Regions from separate parts of the Mus musculus genome. Here region 2 is linked to region 1. Evidence: chromatin contacts called from public HiCAR-type data. All regions are on one chromosome and are shown on one strand. The core of a region is the stretch at or near the end of the contact, and the rest is flanking DNA. Distances in the headings are between cores, read along the strand shown.

Region 1 (6,698 bases), core at 1,842-4,341:
TGATGGAAGGTGTGACTTTTCGGCTTCTGGCCACCGTCCCATCACAATGGACTCATCCCTCTGGAACCTTCTCCTCCTTGAGTTATTTTGGTCATGGTGTTTCATCCTAGCAGCAACAGAGAAGCAGCTAAGGAATGCAGGCACACTGGGACTTTACCCAGAGCAGCAGTCCGGAGCAGGAAAGTGGCCTGCAAGGAGGTGGCTAGGAACGCCAGGTCTGTGCCCCACTTCTGCCAGTTAATTGCTTTGTCTCTGAAGCAAGCTATGTCAACTCAAGTAAGCCAGGGATGTTTCACCCCCTGCAAGTGGTGTTCCCACCAAAGTGATCTTGCAGGGGAGGTTTACTGAGGTTAGAGACGCACTCATATCTAGGAAATGCGTGAGAGTCGGTATCATCGTCAGACCCACGTTCAACAGAAGAACCCCGAGGCACTGTGCCTCCCCAACCTCAGGTCAGCTGAAAACCCACAAAAGGGAACAAGACGAAAGCTAGACTGAGCTAGGCCTGAGCTGCGTTCCTGGTGACCGAGTGGCTAGGACAGCAATGACGACAGCAATGACGGCTCCTGTGATAATTTGGTTCCCAGGTACATACTGTCAGCATCACCCCTGGAAGGGAAGTGGGCCAATGGGAGTCACAGGGCACACTCATGTGGTCATGAGTCACCCGCCAATGAGGAGGACCCACGGTCAGAGGCCCATGCCCCATATGCACAGTTCTCTGCCTGAACGTCCAGACACTTCACACACCAGGACACTTCGGCAGGAAGGGAAAACAGGAAGAAACTGGCTCCAGCAAACACCTATTGGAGGCCAGGCTTTGGAGATACTCCTGACCCACTGTGCAGAGTCTAAGAAGGGCTCTGTGTAGCATGGCATCAGATAACACTGGGTATCCCACCCTAGTCAGGTGGCACAAACACACCTTGTAGGGTTGTTCTGAGGATTACATAAGGAAGGCTATGAAAACTGCTTAGCCTAGGGGCTGGTGATGTGTGCTTTAATGTCAACTCTGCTCCCATTATCCTTCAAGCAGCCCACATCACCTCTCCAGAAACTCCAGTGAATTATCTCTAAGGCACACGGTTTAATGGGGGAAATTCAATTCTTTCCAGTCTACTATGCCTTTGGTAGCTAGCCCTAACCCTACATACACATCTTCCCAATTAATGTGCTGTATTCATTTCAAAGCAACCTGGCAGCAGTAGCAGATGTGTGCCTGAGATTTGAAACTGCCTGGGAACGTTTACGTAAGGTGGCTCACCCTCTGAACCCAGCCCTCCTTCTCAGGGGAGCTGCTGAGTCTGGCCTCCAGTCCCTGCCATTTCTTGGTTTTCCTCACTGGCAGCACACTCCAGACTGAGATGGTGAGCATGCATGTGCCCGCTCACTGGCTGCCAAGAGCCAGCTGTGACACTTAAGTGTGCCTCCATCTCTTCTCCTTTCTGTCCCCACCCGCAAGTGTCAGGAATGAGGTCTCTGGAAACTGGCACAGCCAGTTCACAATGGCTCTGTGGAAAAAGGCATTGAGAGCCGTCTCCTTTTCCACTGAACACTAGGCAGGAATATGAGCCCAGTCGCCTGCCCTTAGCCTAAAATTAGCATCTTTCTTTCCCTTCTGTACTGGCTGGTTTTGTGTGTCAACTTGACACAAGCTAGAGTCATCAGAGAGGAAGGAGCCTCAGTTGAGGAAATGCCTCCATGAGATCCAGCTGTAAGGCATTGTCTTAATTAATGATCAATGGGGGAGGCCCAAGCCCATGGTAGGTGGCGCCATCCTTGGGCTGTTGGTCCTGGAGCTCTATAAGAAAGCAGGCTGAGCAAGCCACATGAAGCAAGCCAGTAAGCAGCACCCCTCTATGGCCCCTGCATCAGCTCCTGCCTCCAGGTTCTAGCCCAGCTTGAGTTTCTACCTGACTTCCTCCAATGATGGACTATGACCTGGACAAATAAACCCCTTCTTCCCAACTTGCTTTTTGTTTGTGGTGTTTCATTACAGCAATGGAAACCCTGACTAAGACCCCTTCTCTCACTATGCACCTCCTGAAAAAAAAAAATCAATACATTCAAAGACCAACACAACCCATCACCTCACGTTCTGAGATGGAGTTAGGAGGCAGCTCAGTCAAATACTAAAGAAAATACACATTTGAAGGCAACTTCTAACTCTGTGTGCTCAGTAGAAGAGGTCTAAGCATCCCTTTCTGGTCGACAGCATTCCCATCTTTTCTCCCAGCAACCCGGGAGAAGAGAACGGTTGCTGGAGCCACTGCACAGGCTTCAGCACCAGACTCCCCAGCACTTACTGGTTTTCTTAAATGTCTCCAAGGCCTTCTCAAATCAGCTAGACTGTGACACTCACACCTGGCCAGGGAGAAGCAGCATGGATCAGTGCATACTCGATGGCCATTGAGCTAGGGATTGCTTGTCCCTGCCCCCCTAGCACCAGAATTACAGGCATGTATTCCCTAACCCCAAACCCCACGTCTGGGACTCAGGTGCTCACACAAGTACTACTGACGGAGCCACTTTCCAGGGTCTAAAGCTCATTTCTGTTCTGAAAGGTCCGAGGCATAAAACAAACATTCCTGCACACTGTGCTGGCCATCAGCACTTCACCTGCCTCGCTCTTTGATATGCATCTCCCTTAGTCTTTGCAAGGTCTAAAATTAACCTCAGCAGGGAGCTTGCAGCTCTGCCATTGGAGGGCAGCCCTGGCTAACACTATGAGAGGCCATAAGTAGAGCAGCAGGCCATTCCTGCCATCATTCCTCCCCTGAAGGCACCCTTTCCACCTGCTTGCTTGGAAGCAGGCTGGGGAAGGGCTGTCACGGCAGGCAGGGCAGGCAGGGCACAACCTGTTTCCTGTGGTCTTTCTTCTGTGGAGCCCTATATAAAGGACATATACCCCGGTTCCAGACAGCATTCCCCACCCCTCTTGGTCCATTCTGCTGTTTTGTTTATTATTGAGAGTTCCGTCTCTGGGAAAATTCCAACCAAGGATTATATAAGCCTTTGGAGATGGCTTATGGTGACCTAGTTTCTCCACAGGGGTTAAAGATGATTCATAAGGATTGTCAAGGGAGCTACTAGGCAGGTGATTCAGGAGATGCGAGCAGCTGAGATCCGTCTACACCACCACGTTTTAGGGAGAGACTGGAGTAGGTGGATAGATTTTGATTTCAGAAGGTAAGATGAGTAGACAGCCATGCTCTTGGCTGTTCTGGAAGTGGCATTTTGCGCGCGATGGCCCTTCTTGCAGAATGTATCCCACACACTGAGTGACACCAGGGGCACGAACTGTTAGAAGCCAAGGCTTTAATTAACTGTGCCTCTCTGCAAATTGCAGTAGACAACTGAAACAAGAGGGGGTGACCCTCGGGACTGCAGTCCGACCCCTGCAGGGGGCACAGGGCTCCTGGGTTCTCACTAGCGTCTCAGGCAGACTCTTTTCTAAAACTCACTGAGCATTAGAGACAGTGTGCTGGCCCTGGCTTAGACTTTCGGATGCCAAACAGGGAAGAAATCTAAGGGGCTGCCACTTGGTGACCTGAAGTGCAGTGGCTACAAAGCACAATGACAAAGCGGGGTGGGGGGAGCCCTTTCTAGCAACCAAGCTAGCCTGTTAATTGCCAGGACTGAACAGTGCCAGGAGAGGAGGTGGGTAGCTTGCCACTCAGAGGGGCAGCTCAGGGGTGAAGCAGGAAGCTATAAATAGCAAGGCGCGAGGAGGCTCTATAAACAGAGCCTGGTCACAGCACCCAGCCCCAGGGAAGAGAGCAGCAGAAAACATATGGGGTTCTCAGAAGCCAGGCTGGCCAGCTCCTGACCATGGGAAAAGGTCTGTGTGAACCCACAGAGAGAGGGACACACAACCACGAGCTTCACTATGCACGCTGCCAGTTCTCCATCATGGAGGCTGGCTGTTGCCTTTATACATTTACTGAGGATTCATACCTAGGCCTGGGGCAACAGTAGCAGGGTGGGAGACAGCATCGTCATCATTCTGGCTCTGTATGATTTCTCCCTTTAGGGATCGAGGCACTGCCTCCAATCTCAAGGCAATAGACCAGCAACGTTGCCAGGCAGTAGTGGTACGCATCTTCAATCCCAGCACTTGGGAGGCCGAGGAAGGCTGACCTCTGAGTTTGAGGCCAGCCTGGGCTATAGAGCAAGCTCCAGGACAGCTACATAGGGAAACCCAGTCTTGCAAAACCACTCCCAACCCCAACCGGGCAATGTAGAGGAAAATAAAGCTATAGTTGGAATGGGCTAAAAAGACCTGTGGATATACTTCCCTCTGGTTGTGTCCACTAGGAGATGATGGATTTGACATGATCCCTAACTATGGCACGGTTCCAATCTTTAGGGGCTCTGCAGCCTGCCACTGACTGTGCTTACACTTGACCTCCAGATGGGAAGGCAGATATGAAGCCAGTGTCCACGCTCTTCTTGTTCTCAGTCCCCACTGCTGTTCCTGTCTCTGAGTGTGTCCTCTGGTGACCTTCATGGGCATCCCAGTGGTGCCTGCCAGGACCCTGGAGAGCCTTCTTGGCCTGGGCCCTCGAGAAGGGTGTGGCTACACTTTCACAGAATGTTGGTAAAAGCTTTCTTTTTAAAAAGCCCACTAAAATGATCCTACAGAGCTGGGTAATAGAGCTCCGTCAGAGTCCTGGTTTCCATCCCTAGCGCACATATGCACATAAGGTAAGGTGGTGCTTGCCAGAGAAATGGCGGCAGGAGGAGAAGTAGTTCAAGGTCATCCCTGGCTACACAGCAAGTTTGGGGGCCAGCCAGGATGACGTGGAACCCCACCCTAGAAAGAATGGAAAAAGAATCCACACCTTTAACACATGAGCGCTTTTAAAACTCAGTGCGGCACTTGGACGTAAATAGGACTGTGGATATTGCAGAAAGAGAATTACAGTTGGAGAGTTACAGGGATGGAGAGAGGAAAGGCTCGTTTGGCCAAGGAAATATCAAAAAGCAATCCTGTTAGCAATTCAGGAGAACCCAACCTGTGGTCAAGAGGCCAGGAATAAGAGACTTTCAGGAGAGACACTGAAGATCTGTTTAGTGCTCACTCCACACCCCTTGACTTTCCTAGACTCTCCATTCCCTTCTCAGCCTAGGGACCAGTCTATCTGAAGTACATACACATGAAGTAATACCCACAGCACACAGTGGCATCGAGCTGAGGAAGGGGTTTCAATTTACACAGCTCTGAGAGATCTGAGTGCTTCCACTAAGACAGGTCATGCCACCTTATCATAGGAACCTTTGCAGCCTGTGACTTGATTACCACTGGAGTCTATAATTTCTTCCTGAAATGTCATCTAAGAATGGATTTTAAGTACAGATTCCTCTGACACTTAAGAGCCACATTCCAGGCTAGCTAGGTGACCTGCTATCTGCTTAGCGGTAGAGTAGGCTGGCTGGAGGTGTGAGCAGCCTTGCCTTCCATAGGCCAGGAAAAGGAGGCTGGCAATGGGGAGTGAGTGTTCTGCAGTCAGGGCAGGTAAGGGTGGCCCCAGACACAGGGCCAGGCTCTCTGAATATGCTCACTTGGCAATATCTCTTGGATCTTTTAAAATTGGTACAAAGAAAAACGACGGGACAGGGGTCTGGAATTCTTATCATTCCACCATGAATCTACTGTGCATCTTGGGAGCGATGTTTTCTTGTGGGAAGTGCCACCGTCTCCAAAGTGGGGGGATTCTCATTGCTTTGGAAGGCAATGATATCTTCAGAAAGCCAGAGCTCCACGCCAGCCGGAAACATAGTCACAGGCGCAAGATAGGTAGGGAGCAGTCACTAGCAGTGTCACAGGAGGATCAGCCATGTCAAGTTACTTTCTGCACGTGTGACCGAGCAGCACCCTGACAGAAGACACGCAGATCTTAGTGTACCACCTCTCGGCTCAGTGTGGTTCTGGCCAGATGTGGGGCATGGACAGATGCAATGGCCTCAGGCTGTGAGGCGGGGGAGACATCTTGACTTCAGGTCAGCTATAAAGATGAGAAAGGGAAAGGAAAGACACCAGGCAGTGGGTGGGAGTCAGGCCCAAGCAAGGCAACGAGCGACCTGTCAACCTGTCATCATTAAGTCAACACTGCTCCGTGAGCCCTACTAAACTACATCAGCCCTGCCCTTCTCTCTGTGGCCACTTAGTAGGCAGGGTAGAGGTGATGCAATGTGGTACTGTGGTTCCATTTTAAGGCCAAGCCACTCATAGGCGGGCCAAACTCTCCAGAATGTACCCTAATATTATTGAAGACCTAGACAGGAAAAAAAAAAAGTTTACAACTGGGTACTGCTTAGCTCACTATGATGGCCCAGGGAATCTCTCCTACAGACTCATGGGGATGACTCCTGCCGGGGGGAGGGTGGGGGGGTGGGGGTGGGAGGACATCTCCAGCAGGAGTGGTTAGCGGGTCCCTTTCTCATCTCCTCGGTCCTGACAGTGAGAACTCGAAGCATACCTCTGCACTGGCTCACGCATAGGCGTGGCTGTATGTGTGCATGCATGTGCATGTTCAGTTTTGAAGGGGATGCTCCAGGTGCAGAGCTATGTCAGCATTAGTGCTTCCTACGGCCTAGGATGTAAATGAGAGGTGACGTTCACAAACTGTGGTGCTGTATGCTATAGAAATATCTACTCACAACCTGCTTGTATCTCAGGGGGAGAATTCAAAAGC
Region 2 (6,698 bases), core at 1,819-4,318, 670 kb after region 1:
GATTTACTATGGTTGGGCTTAACTGTTTAGAGACCTATAACCAGTATATCATTAGCCTAAAAAATAAAATGTGAGGGCCAGTAAGATGTCTCAGCAGGTGATGCCTGGTAACCTGAGTTACCCCGAGACTCACATAGTCAAAGGAAAGAAAAGACTCCCATCAGTTGTCCTCTGATGGCCGCGAACTCCCCCATATATGCCCATACGCATAAATACGGTAAATCCTTACAAAGACTTTAAAAAAAACCCTGTAAACCCTCAACCCAATACGCAAAGTAAAAGCTGTCACATTTCAGCCAGCGTACGCACATTACCACTGTCCCTGTCATAAAATTCTCTACCTGGCCTAAAGTTAAAATAAGTAGACTCAAGGGGGATAAAAAGCAAAATGAGACAAGCTATCTTTCCAGGTTAAATACGATGCTTTAAAACATCCACAGCCTGCACAGGTCGCCTGCCTTGGGACTCCAGGTGAAATGATTGCAGGTTAGCAGAGCTGCCGCAATTTCAAAGCCAGTTCAGGCTAGCACTCTGATCTCATAGCTGGCCTCTCAGGAGCTAAAAATCTCCACCCACTCTGAATCCACCCCGAGCTGTCTGCAAACCGTATTGGGGGGCGGGAATATATTTATGGTGGAGTTGTGGTGCATTTAAGCACATCGAAGGGCACAGACATGGGGTATCACAGAGTCCCTGGATACCCCAACTCAGGAGGAGCAGGAGAGCCCTAACTGTGAGTTCTGGGGAGAGGAGTTTGGGGGAATTCCAAGCAGACTTGAGTGCTACTTCTGCTTGATGGTTGTGGTTTACTCTTTTGTATTTGGACAGTGCCTTGACTCTGATTAGTTCCAGTCCGGCAGCTTAACAAGAATGGATCTGTCTCTAAACTGCTTATAACAGGCAAGCAGAACAGCACAGAGACAGGGGTAAATAGGAAACTATCATACTAAAATAGAAGGTTCACTGGGGCTCAGCTGTGGTCTAATTACTGAGGAGGTGTGCAGCCTTTTCGGGAAACTAACAGCCAGAGTATTTCAAGTCCACCCTCCACAGGGTGTACTTGTGGAACTCAGGGAACGTGTGGAAGAAACAGGGTGGAAAGAGTAAGAATCAGAGGAAGTGGGGGTAGTGACACGCAGTGCTGGCTTCTGAGCACCATATGGTTTCTGCACCATTGAATTCACAACAGCTGTGATTACCTGTACAAGACTTGGCCTGTCAAAACCCTGCCAAGGAAGGCAGAGGGGCTATAAGGTGCCCACCTTCTGTAAACCACCCTAAGGAAGCTCACTGGGCCACAATCTGCCTGCCTGCCTGCCTGCCTGCCTGCCTGCCTGCCTGCCTGCCTGCCTGCCTGCCTGCCTGCCTGCCTATCTATCTATCTATCTATCTATCTACCTACCTACCTACCTACCTACCTCTCTAAAAAAAGAAAAAAAGAAAGATAATTAAAGTCAAATGTGTACATCCTTAGACTTAGCAATTATATTTCCAAGAATTTTGGTATCTTCATTTCTTTGTCATTGTTCTAAAATGTTGTCTCATTGTGTAGTCCAAATTGACCTTGAATTCCTGATCTATCAAATGCTCCCAAGTACAGCAATTACATATCCATGATTTATTCACACTCACATACACACCCAGAGGCACATGTGCGCATGTATTCCACAAAAGGCATGATCTATGGGTGTATGTAGATGTAACATGATGATCACTGAGACAATGCTTGCAGGTTAATCCAAACAACAACAAAGGGTAAACTGGCTAAAGAGAATATTGTACAACTGTATTTTAAGATGGTAATGTGGTTTGCTTTGGGTTTGTTGCTAAGTGGAAAATGGATGTTAAGATAAAACAGTGTGGAACTTCTGTAGAAGATTGTGCCTATACCTGTATGTAGAACAATACAGAAGAAACTGGTTAACCCCTGATAAGTGGGACCCCAGTCTAGCGTAAAGAGAAGGGATCTTGTGGACTGTATGAACATATTACTTTTACCAATTAAATAAAGCCACCCAGAAACTTTACTATACGTATCAGCTAGCCGGTGGATTCTTCCTCTTACAAGACCACCTTCCCCTCCCAGACTCCCACTCTCTACCACCCTATATTTCTTATAAATACTCGTGGAGATGTTTGTTGCCTCTACTGGCATAGATACCTAGTTTGCACCTGTTTGGGCCTTTAAAGGGGGGAGGGGTTTGCGGGGAATTAGGTGGTGGAGGCATTTTAGGCTTATAAATCAGAGATTTGCTCTACAGGTATCAGAAAGTATTCCTGGCCAGTTTTCTTAGGATTCATTTCTACAGCATTATCCGCCCCATCTAAAGAAGGGAGAAGAGGAAGGGAGAGAGAAGGAGACGAGGGGAAGAGAGGAAACGTTCTAACCTTGGAGGGTTTGTACCCAAACAGCATTACAATCGCAACCTTAAAGTCCTCTCGGCTTAGGTAGCCTTTGTTGTCTTCATCGCATGCTTTAAATACCTAAGGAATATTAAACATCTACAGTTAGTAAGCCAGAAACCAGAAACACAGACATCTTAAACTCAACCTGGTTGTGGAGCTTTCAAAATGCAGTTTCAGTACTCTAGTTTTAATTCTCAAGCAATATAACCGCCGAGTTAAAGATTTCCCTCTGTCCCCTCTCCCCAAAGTTTAAGGAACTTGACCAAGTTTAAGGGGCTGACAAATCCATTCCTCTAAACCGCTGGAATAAACTGTACTCGAAAGCTCAGTCCTGGGATTGGGAAGGTGATGGGACGGATAGGAGGTCGAGGTGATTATCCGTGGACAGTGTGGTGGGCGGGGAAGTGATCAGAGTCCTGCAGCAATGCCAGAACCAAGAGGGGTGACAGAAGTGGCCCTGGTCAGGCTTAAGTCTGAACTCGGGTCGCGCTCCCACACCTACTTTCACCCATTTCCTGCGTTCTGAGGCGCTGGCTTCGCCTGCTCGGGGCCTTGCGCCTGCCTCTGACAAGAACATCGCCACCGACACGGAGACCAAGCCAGGCGTCTCCTCCGCTGCAGCGAGAACACAGACCAGCCACTGCGGCCTCGCCCACCACCGCTGGGACTCAACTTCGCCGCGCAACTCCAACGTCTCCTCCCATTGGTCAGTCTCCGAGCCACTGGCGTTGATTTCGTACTGTCATTGGTTAAAGGCGCTGTTTAACGATGGGGCGGGGCCTCAAGGCCCGCTCCCAGACCTTGGCCCCGCCCCTACTCGATTTTTCTTGTCTTAAGGGAGGTCTGGTACCTCTGGGCTCTCTTAACTCGTTTTGATTGCTTTCAGGCTCTCTCCCAAATTTACAATAAACTCTTTTTGATTATTCTGACCCGTGTCATTGCTAGATTTGGCAGGAGACACACGAAGAATGTGAAAAAAAAAGCACACAAACACAAATAATGAGTGAACACCAAGATTCATTTTTAAACTGCAAGTCTTTGGACGGCCTTCGCAGAGCAGCTACTATGTTTATTTTCGCCCTCTTGGTAACCCTGGCACGTAACACTGTGTCTAGGACAATTAAACGGAATGTCCCGTTTTTTTGAATGTTTACACAGAATTGATTATTCAACCCCCCGGAAGGCGATGCCTGACGTGAGGCTGACTTAAGGAACAGCACAAGAATCCCATACCAGACATCTTTATAGAAGATGAGGAATACCCTCTACCCTTCTGGCAAATCAGTGAGATTGACAAGAACATGACCGTTTCAAAGGAGAAACCTTCAAAGGAGGTTCTGAGTCTGATGGGAGCTCATTTAACTTTTTATCTAGCAGTCGATTTTAAAGTCTGAAGCAGCTGTCTTTTTCTACCGCTCACCCATCTCCCAGAGCACGCCGCTGTCTTAGCCTTGAGAGCCTGAAGCTGCCTAAAAGCATCCCCAGAATGGAGTCGTTGTTTGCAAATTAACCTCGAGAGAGAAGCTACCACAGCTTTCTGTTTCTCTCTTCTTTCAACAGGAAACTAGCAGAGAGTGAGGCGTTCATTCGGCTCTTTTCTGGTCCTCTTGGTCTCAGGCAAATGAGGCTGTCTTTAGGACCCAGTGGGGGGCTTCCGGAAGGGGAAGCGGCTGGCTAGCTAGGCGGCGGCGCCGGCGAGTTTGAACTGCGCGCATGCGCGGGCGCGCCGCGGGGCGGAGTCTCGGCGGCGGCGGCGGCGGCCTGGCGGGTCAGGTAGGTGTCTGCCGCTGCGGGCGCCGGCTCGGGGCGGGCTCTGGCGGCAGCGGCGGCGGTAACTCTGCGCCCGCCCTCCTCATGGCGGCGCGATGGCCGCTGCCATCAGATGTGGTAGTGGAAGGCCAGCAGGGCTCGGTGAGGACCGCGAGGAGAGCGGCGAGGCCGGGGTCCTTGGGCAGGGTTCCTCCGCTCTGAGTCCCGGGAGCCCCGGACCCTGCGCTCCTAACCCTTGGGACGCGCTGCAGAGCCGCTGGCCTTCGCTCCCTCCGTGGACCACGCTCCACACCAGGGACACCGCCGTGATATTGGGCTGTCTTGAGGTTGAAATGAGTCTGTACGCTTGGAATTGTGTCTGGGCAGAGCTGAGCGCTCGGGGAACGTTGGCAGCTTTACGATTTGCTTACTGTACCCCCAAATTACTGCTCCTTGACCATCGTCAGCACCCCACAGCCCAGCTCCTGCAGAAGCGTCCTTATCGCCACGTGTGCACAAAGTTGTGTTACATATGATCATTTTAAAAGACTAGACGGGCCAAGGCACTCTCACTGGGAGTCCCATTGTCTTTAGAATAAAATTCGGCTTTTAACTTGCCTTACTGTCCCCACCCCTTCTTTCTGGACCATTCCTGTGTTACAGTTAGAACCTAGCTACCTCCTCCTGGCCTTCAGCAGGTTGGATTCCATCTGTCTGGAATGTTTCTCGACTGCCTTTTAGCCCGCGGATTCCTTTCCCTCCCAGGTCTCATGCTATGCCACAAATGATTCCAAAGAAAAGTTATCCCTGTAAAATGTAGTGAGCATCTGTAGTCATCTTGACTTTTAGGCTTTTTATGTGTTAATGTGTGCCTTTCACCCTGAAATTAAACCTGTCTAGGATAGAAGCTTTATATTATTAACTCTTTATCCCCGACCTCAATTCTGCTTACTTCCCGGCTCAGAGGAAGGACCACCTTGGAAGAATCTGGTGCCTCTGTCTTAAATGTCTGAGGAGTAGTGTCTATATAGAAGAAATACTGAGTCTGCTCAGCCAACCGGGGAATAGTGGAAGCAAGGTTCTAAGCGGAGTGCCTTTTTTTTTTTCATCAGCTGTTGTGTGTGTGTGTGTTTGTACACACACCTATACAGGCAGTTTCCGACTGTCTTCCTCAGTTGCGCTCTGCCCTGTTCTAGTGAGTCAGAATCTCACAGAACCTGAAGATGGCGGCAGTTTTCTTTCTGGGTGACTGGCCAGTGAACTCTCAGACCTCCTTGACTATCACAATGTTGGGGTCATAGGCACAGGTATTATGCTGGGCTTTGGAACTCATGGCAAACCCTCTTATCCACGGCTCAAAGCTCTAGCCCTCCATGCATATTTTTAAAAGCCCTTAAGGAAATTTCTGATGACATTCTGAGTTTGCTGTCTGGTGAAAGGATTCCATAAGATTTTTTCCCCCATCTTGGTACAGTATCCAACACTGCCAAATTCCATTGCCTCGCCTGCCTTAGTTTTTATTTATTCTCTTTACACATATGCTGTTATTTTCTTCATATTTATTTGAATCTACTCCTATGTAAATACTTTTACAAAGTAGACTTTATTTTGCTGTGATAGCTGTAATGGAGCCATAAGCTACATTCTACTGACAGGAAAACAAGTGTTACAGGTGCCTGTGGAGGAGTCCGGGACCCACTGGGAGTTCAGAAGCAAAATGTAAAGCATTTTTTACAACTTAGCTTTCTCCTTGATTTAAGTAGAAATTGGAATTGGAGGGGGGTGCTGTTATGTGCCCAGTCGGTGGCAGGCCCCAGTTGCTTCCACTGTGGGAATCACTGCTGCTTTGATTCCAGGCTGGGACTTCGGTGGGTAGAGGGGTACACCTGTATTCTCCTTCTTTCGATGTCCCTTACTACTATTGTGACTTTGCACTTCTGCTATGCTAGGCACTGCCTGGTGAGATAGAAAATAAACTGTGGAAAGGAAGCCGTGGGGAATGTTATCAGGCTGGTCTTTGGTTCCAAAAGCTCCCTGGCCTGCTGGGAACCTGGTCCTGTTGGAGGGAGCAGTGCAATCGGATGCTGACCAGATCCACTCTTCCACATTAGAAGCCATTTCCTACACGATCTTGACATTTACATCGCAGCAGCTCCTCTCCAGCAGGAGAAGGACCTTGTTTGCATAATGAGGTTGGTAACCTGGTGGGCAGAATGACAAGGTACAAGTTCATTAGCTATTTCCTTCCATGGTAAACAGCCCTCCAGCATAGTTTTGAATGTCAGCCATCTCCAGACTTAAAGTTCGCGTAAAGCCTGGACCAAACAGGGGGCTTTGCTTTCTGAGAAATGTCTTTTTCAAAACTTCATTTCTGTTTATTTTACCAGCTCATTGTACATTATTGGTAGGGATGCCCCCACCCTGCCCCACCCCCCACCCCCCAATGTGGTTTTAGGAAATGCAGGTAACACTAAAAATTGTCTGAGGAGTTTAGAGTTACCCGAGAGGTTGCTCAGGCTTTTCGGGGTTCCGAGATGCTGACT

Evidence for each region. HiCAR-type assays count read pairs that join an accessible place to other places.
Region 2: a contact with region 1 is called in a HiCAR-type map of astrocytes, with 4 times the contacts expected there. The contact joins the promoter of Efcab11 here to the enhancer-like site in region 1. A contact is called at or near these places in 5 of 39 promoter capture datasets (cranial neural crest, embryonic stem cells, frontonasal cranial neural crest and 2 more), 1 of 484 Hi-C or Micro-C datasets (bone marrow-derived macrophages), 9 of 115 datasets of contacts at active chromatin or transcription factors (astrocytes, bone marrow-derived macrophages, cardiomyocytes and 6 more) and 4 of 9 other capture datasets (adipose tissue, embryonic stem cells, liver and 1 more).

The regions. Positions count from the first base shown.
Region 1 is chr12:99,212,935-99,219,632 of GRCm38.p6, forward strand. All of the region lies in intron 4 of Foxn3 (forkhead box N3), which reads right to left. Among named protein-coding and RNA genes, the nearest start is that of 4930474N09Rik, 53 kb to the left of the region's middle. Within about 2 kb of position 3,092, at least 38 of the 459 cell types and tissues checked have an H3K27ac peak or open chromatin away from gene starts, as enhancers often do. A contact at or near this core is called in astrocytes, embryonic forebrain and forebrain, where this site is marked.
Region 2 is chr12:99,880,374-99,887,071 of GRCm38.p6, forward strand. It overlaps Efcab11 (EF-hand calcium binding domain 11), which reads right to left and starts at 3,069. Exons shown (of 6, transcript NM_030172.2): 1 at 2,909-3,069; 2 at 2,389-2,484. The coding sequence starts at 2,983. It overlaps Tdp1 (tyrosyl-DNA phosphodiesterase 1), which reads left to right and starts at 4,145. Exons shown (of 16, transcript NM_028354.5): 1 at 4,145-4,179.